2 separate regions of the Mus musculus genome follow, and region 1 is linked to region 2. A link is a contact called in public promoter capture Hi-C data. All regions are on one chromosome and are shown on one strand. The core of a region is the stretch at or near the end of the contact, and the rest is flanking DNA. Distances in the headings are between cores, read along the strand shown. Region 1 holds the start of Pcnx4 (pecanex homolog 4). Region 2 holds the start of Dact1 (dishevelled-binding antagonist of beta-catenin 1).

Evidence for each region. Promoter capture Hi-C pulls out the DNA fragments that hold promoters and counts their contacts.
Region 1: a promoter capture Hi-C map of liver shows a contact between it and region 2, with 2.4 times the contacts expected there. The contact joins the promoter of Pcnx4 here to the promoter of Dact1 in region 2. A contact is called at or near these places in 2 of 39 promoter capture datasets (hippocampal neurons and liver) and 1 of 115 datasets of contacts at active chromatin or transcription factors (embryonic stem cells).

The regions. Positions count from the first base shown.
Region 1 is chr12:72,535,046-72,538,007 of GRCm38.p6, reverse strand. Pcnx4 (pecanex homolog 4) reads right to left here and starts at 1,651. Exons shown (of 11, transcript NM_026327.3): 1 at 1,469-1,651.
Region 2 is chr12:71,308,557-71,311,325 of GRCm38.p6, reverse strand. It overlaps Dact1 (dishevelled-binding antagonist of beta-catenin 1), which reads right to left and starts at 1,442. Exons shown (of 4, transcript NM_021532.4): 1 at 1,019-1,442. The coding sequence starts at 1,342. It also overlaps a transcript of 2700049A03Rik not described here.

The DNA of each region.
Region 1 (2,962 bases), core at 402-2,901, 1.2 Mb before region 2:
ATTTCTCTGATTGGCTAAAATAAAAATGAAAGCCTAGAACAAGTGTTGATGAGGTTAATGTAAAACCTTCAAATACATCTAGTGGGGATGTACAGTGAGTGGTGCTATGCTTTGGGAAAAAAAAAAATCTGTCAGTTTCTCAAAGAGCCAAACAAGGGAATTAGCCTCTGACATACCTATTCCATTACCAGGTATTATATCCATGAAAACATGCCTACATAAAAATTTATACAAAATGTCCACGGCATTATTAGTACTGGCAAACTCTTTTTGCCAATGGCTAATGGCTAAATAATACAGGGCATATCTGCCTAATATACTAATAAACAATAATGAATAATACAAGCTGCAACATAAAATTCGCTAGATGCACGCACACAGATCACATGTTTTAAGGTTGTGTTTATATCGAGTATCTGAAATAATTTTGTTGAGACTAAAGATTAGTGATTGCCTACAACTAATAGCAGGAATATTGGGGAGGAGAGAGAAAAAGCAGCTAAATAGAAAAGATTTCTTTTGGAGGTAATCAAATTGCTCCGAAACCAACTTGTAGAGATGATTGTGCAAACCTGTTGAGATGCTCAAAACCAGTAAGCTGTATACTTCCAGAAAATGAATTGTATGTACCTCAGGAAAGCTCTCACAGAGGAGGATGCAAAGGTCCCCTGCCCGGGATTTTCCACAGCAGTTAATAACCAATAGGCATTTCCTAAAGGTAGGAAAGGCATAACCTGTAGCTAGCCTGGGATCCAGGCAGTTAAATCACTAAAATGGCAATATCTGTACTGGATGCTGTGAGAAATTATGGGTGATTGGGTGTGAATGGAAGCAGATATAAAATAATATGAATGCTCTCTCTCTAAACTCAGGGATTTAATGAAAAAAAAATAGAACCATAGTGGAAAAAATGAATAAGGGGAACATGAGAATAAGAGAGCATACAATTCAGAGGTCTAATAAATAACGAATGGGATTCATTTTTAAAAATTCTGGTCTTTGACACGCAAAGGATTATATAGAGACAGAGAAACCTGAGAAACGCGCTATACATATCCAGGAGGCCAAGAATGAACAAATTTTGGTCAGGAGGGCTTGAGACAGAGATAAACCAAGAAAGAGTGATCTTACCTAAGGGGCATAGGCCATGAACTTGATTAGAGTAACATGGCCATCCCTCAGCAGGGCCAAAGGGCCATTCTCCATTTCACAGAGGCCTCTCAGAAATAAAACGTAACTCCACGGGCTGCAAAAGTATTCTCAGTCACATTAAAGCCAAACTGGATCACTACCTCGATCAACTCAATTTGCTCAGTACATTAAAAAGAGCAATAATTGCATTTAAAAGCTGTTTCATGGAGAGCGAAAGATGTTTCTTGAGGTATTAAAAGGTGAAGGAACCCAGTAGTACCCAGGGGTGGAAACTAAGGCAGCAACGAAGTCTCAGGTGTGTTGGGGACGGACATACCTGGAGTCACCGCAGGGGAGAGGCGACGCGAGGGCGTCCTGGGACCACATCTCCCCAGCTGAAGTCGGTTGGGAACTCCTGCCCGAGGATGGATGCGGGCCCCGCCAGCAGCTGACCGGAGGCCTCCAGGACCGCTCCCGTTCCCATGGCTAAGATCAACTGCGCTCGTGCCTCCCAGGGGTCAGTGCGCACGCGCGCTCGGAGGCGGGGCTGTGCGTCTCGTCCCGCCCCCTGCCGCCTGGTTCTGCCGGAGGCGGATTCATGTGTGCGGCACAGCAGCGCAGGGTAGGCGGGGTTTCCTCCGCGCAGGGCCGGGCGGGCTAGTGTTGTGGGAGACGCCCAGACTTCTTCCGCACTGGTGCTCTGGTTCTTGAGCGGCCTAAGCACCACCTCTGAACTCTCACCCGGGCCACGCCCAGACGAAGGAACGTGGTTGCCTTGGTGACGAGTCCATCGTTTGGCAACCTCGAGGCTGGAGAGCTGGATGACTTGACTGTCTCTTGGGGAGCCTAGGCTTTCCAAGATTGGCAGACCCGTGACTCAGAAGTGCAATAAAAGTCCAATCCCCCAGGGTTCGGATACCTCCATTAATGACTACAGAACTAAGGCCATTCAAACAGCCTCAGGGATGGGAATGTTTTTAAATGGTAACATGTGCCTGTTATATTTATATTTTTGCTCTTAGTATTATAGTACTTTGGGCACATTATAAACTATATCCATGTAAAATAATGAACCTGTCTGTGGCAGCGAGCCAGGGCCCAGGGACACAGGTTGTAGATAGTCACCCTAGCAACTGGATTTTTTTTTTTTCAAGAGATCTCCATTCAAGTGAAGTTGGGATTCTTGAATTTGCCACAGGAAAAAAATTCCAGGGCGAGCCTGTATGAAGCAGAGTTGGAGTCTACAAGTGATTTTTTTTTTTTTTTTTTTTTTTTTGGTTTTTCGAGACAGGGTTTCTCTGTGTAGCCCTGGCTATCCTGGAACTCACTCTGTAGACCAGGTTGACCTCGAACTCAGAAATCCGCCTGCCTCTGCCTCCCGCGTGCTGGGATTAAAGGCGTGTGCCACCACGCCGGGCTACAAGTGATTTTAATATAAAATAGAGGGACTGATAGATGTGCTCAATGACAGCGTAAGACACATCAAAGTGTGGGGACTTCCACTTTGCATGTTACGTATACAGTGTTGGTGATGTCTGAGGTTATGTAGGAAGCTCTGCTAAGGAAGTTGAGTGATATCAGAAGGTTCCTGAATTTGGATCGGATTACAACTGATAAAGTAAAAACAGTGTTTTGAAAAATATGTTTATAGTCTTGTTTGGAGAGTCCCAAATACTTTCAGGTTTACAAATACTTAAGAAAGGTGTGAGGTCATAAATACTTAGGCCTTAAGCATGGCTCGCAGGTATTTTTCCATTCTTATTTGAAATGATTCTACATGAAAGGAATACTGCCTTTTTATAGGTAACCTTCACAGAATATTATAACTATG
Region 2 (2,769 bases), core at 193-2,692:
GTGCCAAAAATTGAATTTCATCAGAAAAAAATGAATTAAATAAAAGCACTTTGATGCTCTGTAACTACACAAAAAATCTAGAAAACCGTAATACAAGAAAACACGTGACAACCCACAACATCACTTTCAGGGGGCCATTATATAGCTTAAGTAGTCTAATACAACACGCTGGGATAATAATCTTTTTGCTGTTTCCAAAACTACATTTTGAGGTCACTGAAACAAAGCTGCCGCCATTATTTTGAGGCAGCATCAAAAGCTGTTCTCAACACATGAAGGTCCAAAGTTCTTTTTCTTCCTTGCTAATGAAGACTGCACAGAACGACTGAGACAGTGACAGAAATCCAATAAGATAAATACTCCCAGCGAGCAGGTTCTCTCTTCTCCCACCTCCACCACCAAGCACAGCTGGCGGACCGGATAAAAGAGGAGGGGGCAGGGTCTCCGGCCAAATTGCCAGTATTTGCATCTAGTTTTAGCTGCCTTATACAAAGGACTTCTATTTAAAACTAAGCACCAGCCCAGGCAAAAGAGACTTGCAGGAGAGAAAGCACCGGGTAGGGCACGGCTCCCAGCAGGAGCTTCGCCGTAACCGTAAAACTCAATGTTGGACAGTTAGGCAAGCAACAAGCCTCTTCCTCGCTTTTGTGCGCACCCCCCCCCCTCCTTCCCGGGGAGGGATAACCAGGGAGACCATAAGGTGAAATGGCATTTTAAGTGGGGGTTGCAAACCTCGGAGGAAGGGGGCATGCAGTAGCCTAACTTTAAGGCTGGAACCAAGGGACTCCAAGAATTCCAAATGCAGGATAGATGAGCAGCCACCCCTCCCCGCAATCCGCCAGCTCCTCAGGTGACACAAAGCAGGCATCCGCCAGCAACGCGTGGAAGTCATGGGCAGCGGGCATCCGAGACACCACGGGCTCAGGGAAAATCGAGGTGGGGGTCACGTCGCGGCCAGGGATCCCACAGCCAGAGGCCATCAGCCCACCCTCCAGACAGGCCACCGGCCACCACCTACCAACTGCCTTCGCAGCAGCAAGATGTTCTCTTCCAGGAACTTCTCCTCCAGGCGGCTGCGCTGCGCCGCGTCTCCCCGCAGCTCCCCGGAGCGCGGCGCGACGGTCCCCACGGTCCCGGAGCAGCGCAGCGCACCGCGCACCAGCAGCTCTTGGCGTTGCCGCAGGTACCCCAGCTCCGCCAGCCCCGCCAGCGTGGCCTCCTGGCGCTCGCGGGTACGCTGCCGCTCCGTGTCCGCCTCGCCCCTCTCGCGCCAGCGCCCCTCGGCCTCCGCGCCCCGGCCGGGGCTCAGCGGCTCCGGCTCGCGCGCTGCGTCCGGCTTCATGACCCCCCGAGGCCCCGCCAGCCCGGGAGCAGCAGCACACGCTAGGGCCCCGGCCGCGAGCTCATGCCGCCCGCACTCGCATCCCGCGCTGCTCCCGTCTGCCGCCCCGCAGCTGATAACGCCCCGGCCACGCTACGTCACTCCCGGCCCCGACACCCCGCCTGCTCGCCCGCCCGCCCGCCGCCGCCTCCGCCGGCTCGCGGCGATCAGCTCCTGTCAGGCGCCGGGGCCGCCTGCGCCCCGCCCCGGCCCCGCCCCGGCTCCGCGCCCCCTTTTTCGGTCCTGCGGCACCGCGGTCCCCTCGGCGCCGATTGGCTCGGCTCCATCTCCGGCAGCGGTGGCGGGTGAGGGCCGAGCATCTTGTTACAGCCAGCCCCGAGGGCCGGTCCGCGGGCGCCGTGGCTTTGGGCTCCCGGGACAACTTTCTGAAACTTAACCCCTTCCTCACGTGTCCACGCTCCAAGTCCTCTCCCTTGGCTCTGGGTTTCTTCATCCCAAGCTAATGTCCACTCGGTACTCAGAACACCACTTCTGTAGACTTGGGTTTGGAGGTCGCCTTTGTTTTAAACTCTATTTTGTAACTGGAAGGAAAAAAAAAAAACAAGCAAGGACGTTGTTCTAAAACTCTTTTTGTTTGTTTCAGCTTTTAATCGGAGCTTTGCTGAAGAAGGCCTTTCAAGTCTTACAGAAGGATGCTGTTGTGAGGCCAGCGTTCGCATCAATTCCTATAAAAGCCCAGACTTTATGAGGGGTGGCGTGTGAGCACCTATTGTTTTGTTTTGTTTTGTTTTTTACCGTTCCTTAGCTTCTGTTCACTAGAGCCCTGACTCCGAATCCAGACTGTCTGAATCTGATTCCACGAATAGCAAGTTAAGTGCCCTCCTTGTGCCTCCGTTTACCCAATAGTAAAATGGAGCTAACAGACCAGTCTATTCTAAGAATTACAGTGGCAAACGACGTATAATACATATGCGGTGGTCCAGCACATAAATCTTTAAATAGTTATCTCTCTCCGGGAGGCAGAGGTGGCACATGCTTTTAGTCCCAGCACTTAGTAGGCAGAGGCAGGCAGATCTCAGGGTCGAGGACAGAGAGAGAGAGAACGATATTGTGCTCATGGGGTTTCTTCCCCGACCCCAGGGGAACTTATTTTAGAATTCCCCTAAAATACCATTCAGGATTTGACCTTGTGTCCTTGGGATGCCACTCAGTGGGTATTTCATTGGCTCGGGGATCTATCTGGAAACGCCATTAGCTGGCTTATGGGAGCTGCACCTCATGCCTTGAATCCTAGAACCTCAGAAATTAAATTTAGGGAGTCACAATTTGAGATCATTAAGACAAAGTGTTCTATGAAGGAACACATTTCAGGTCATGACTTCAGAATTTTACACCTTTGCCCAGCTGCTCACTTCAGCAAGGAATTC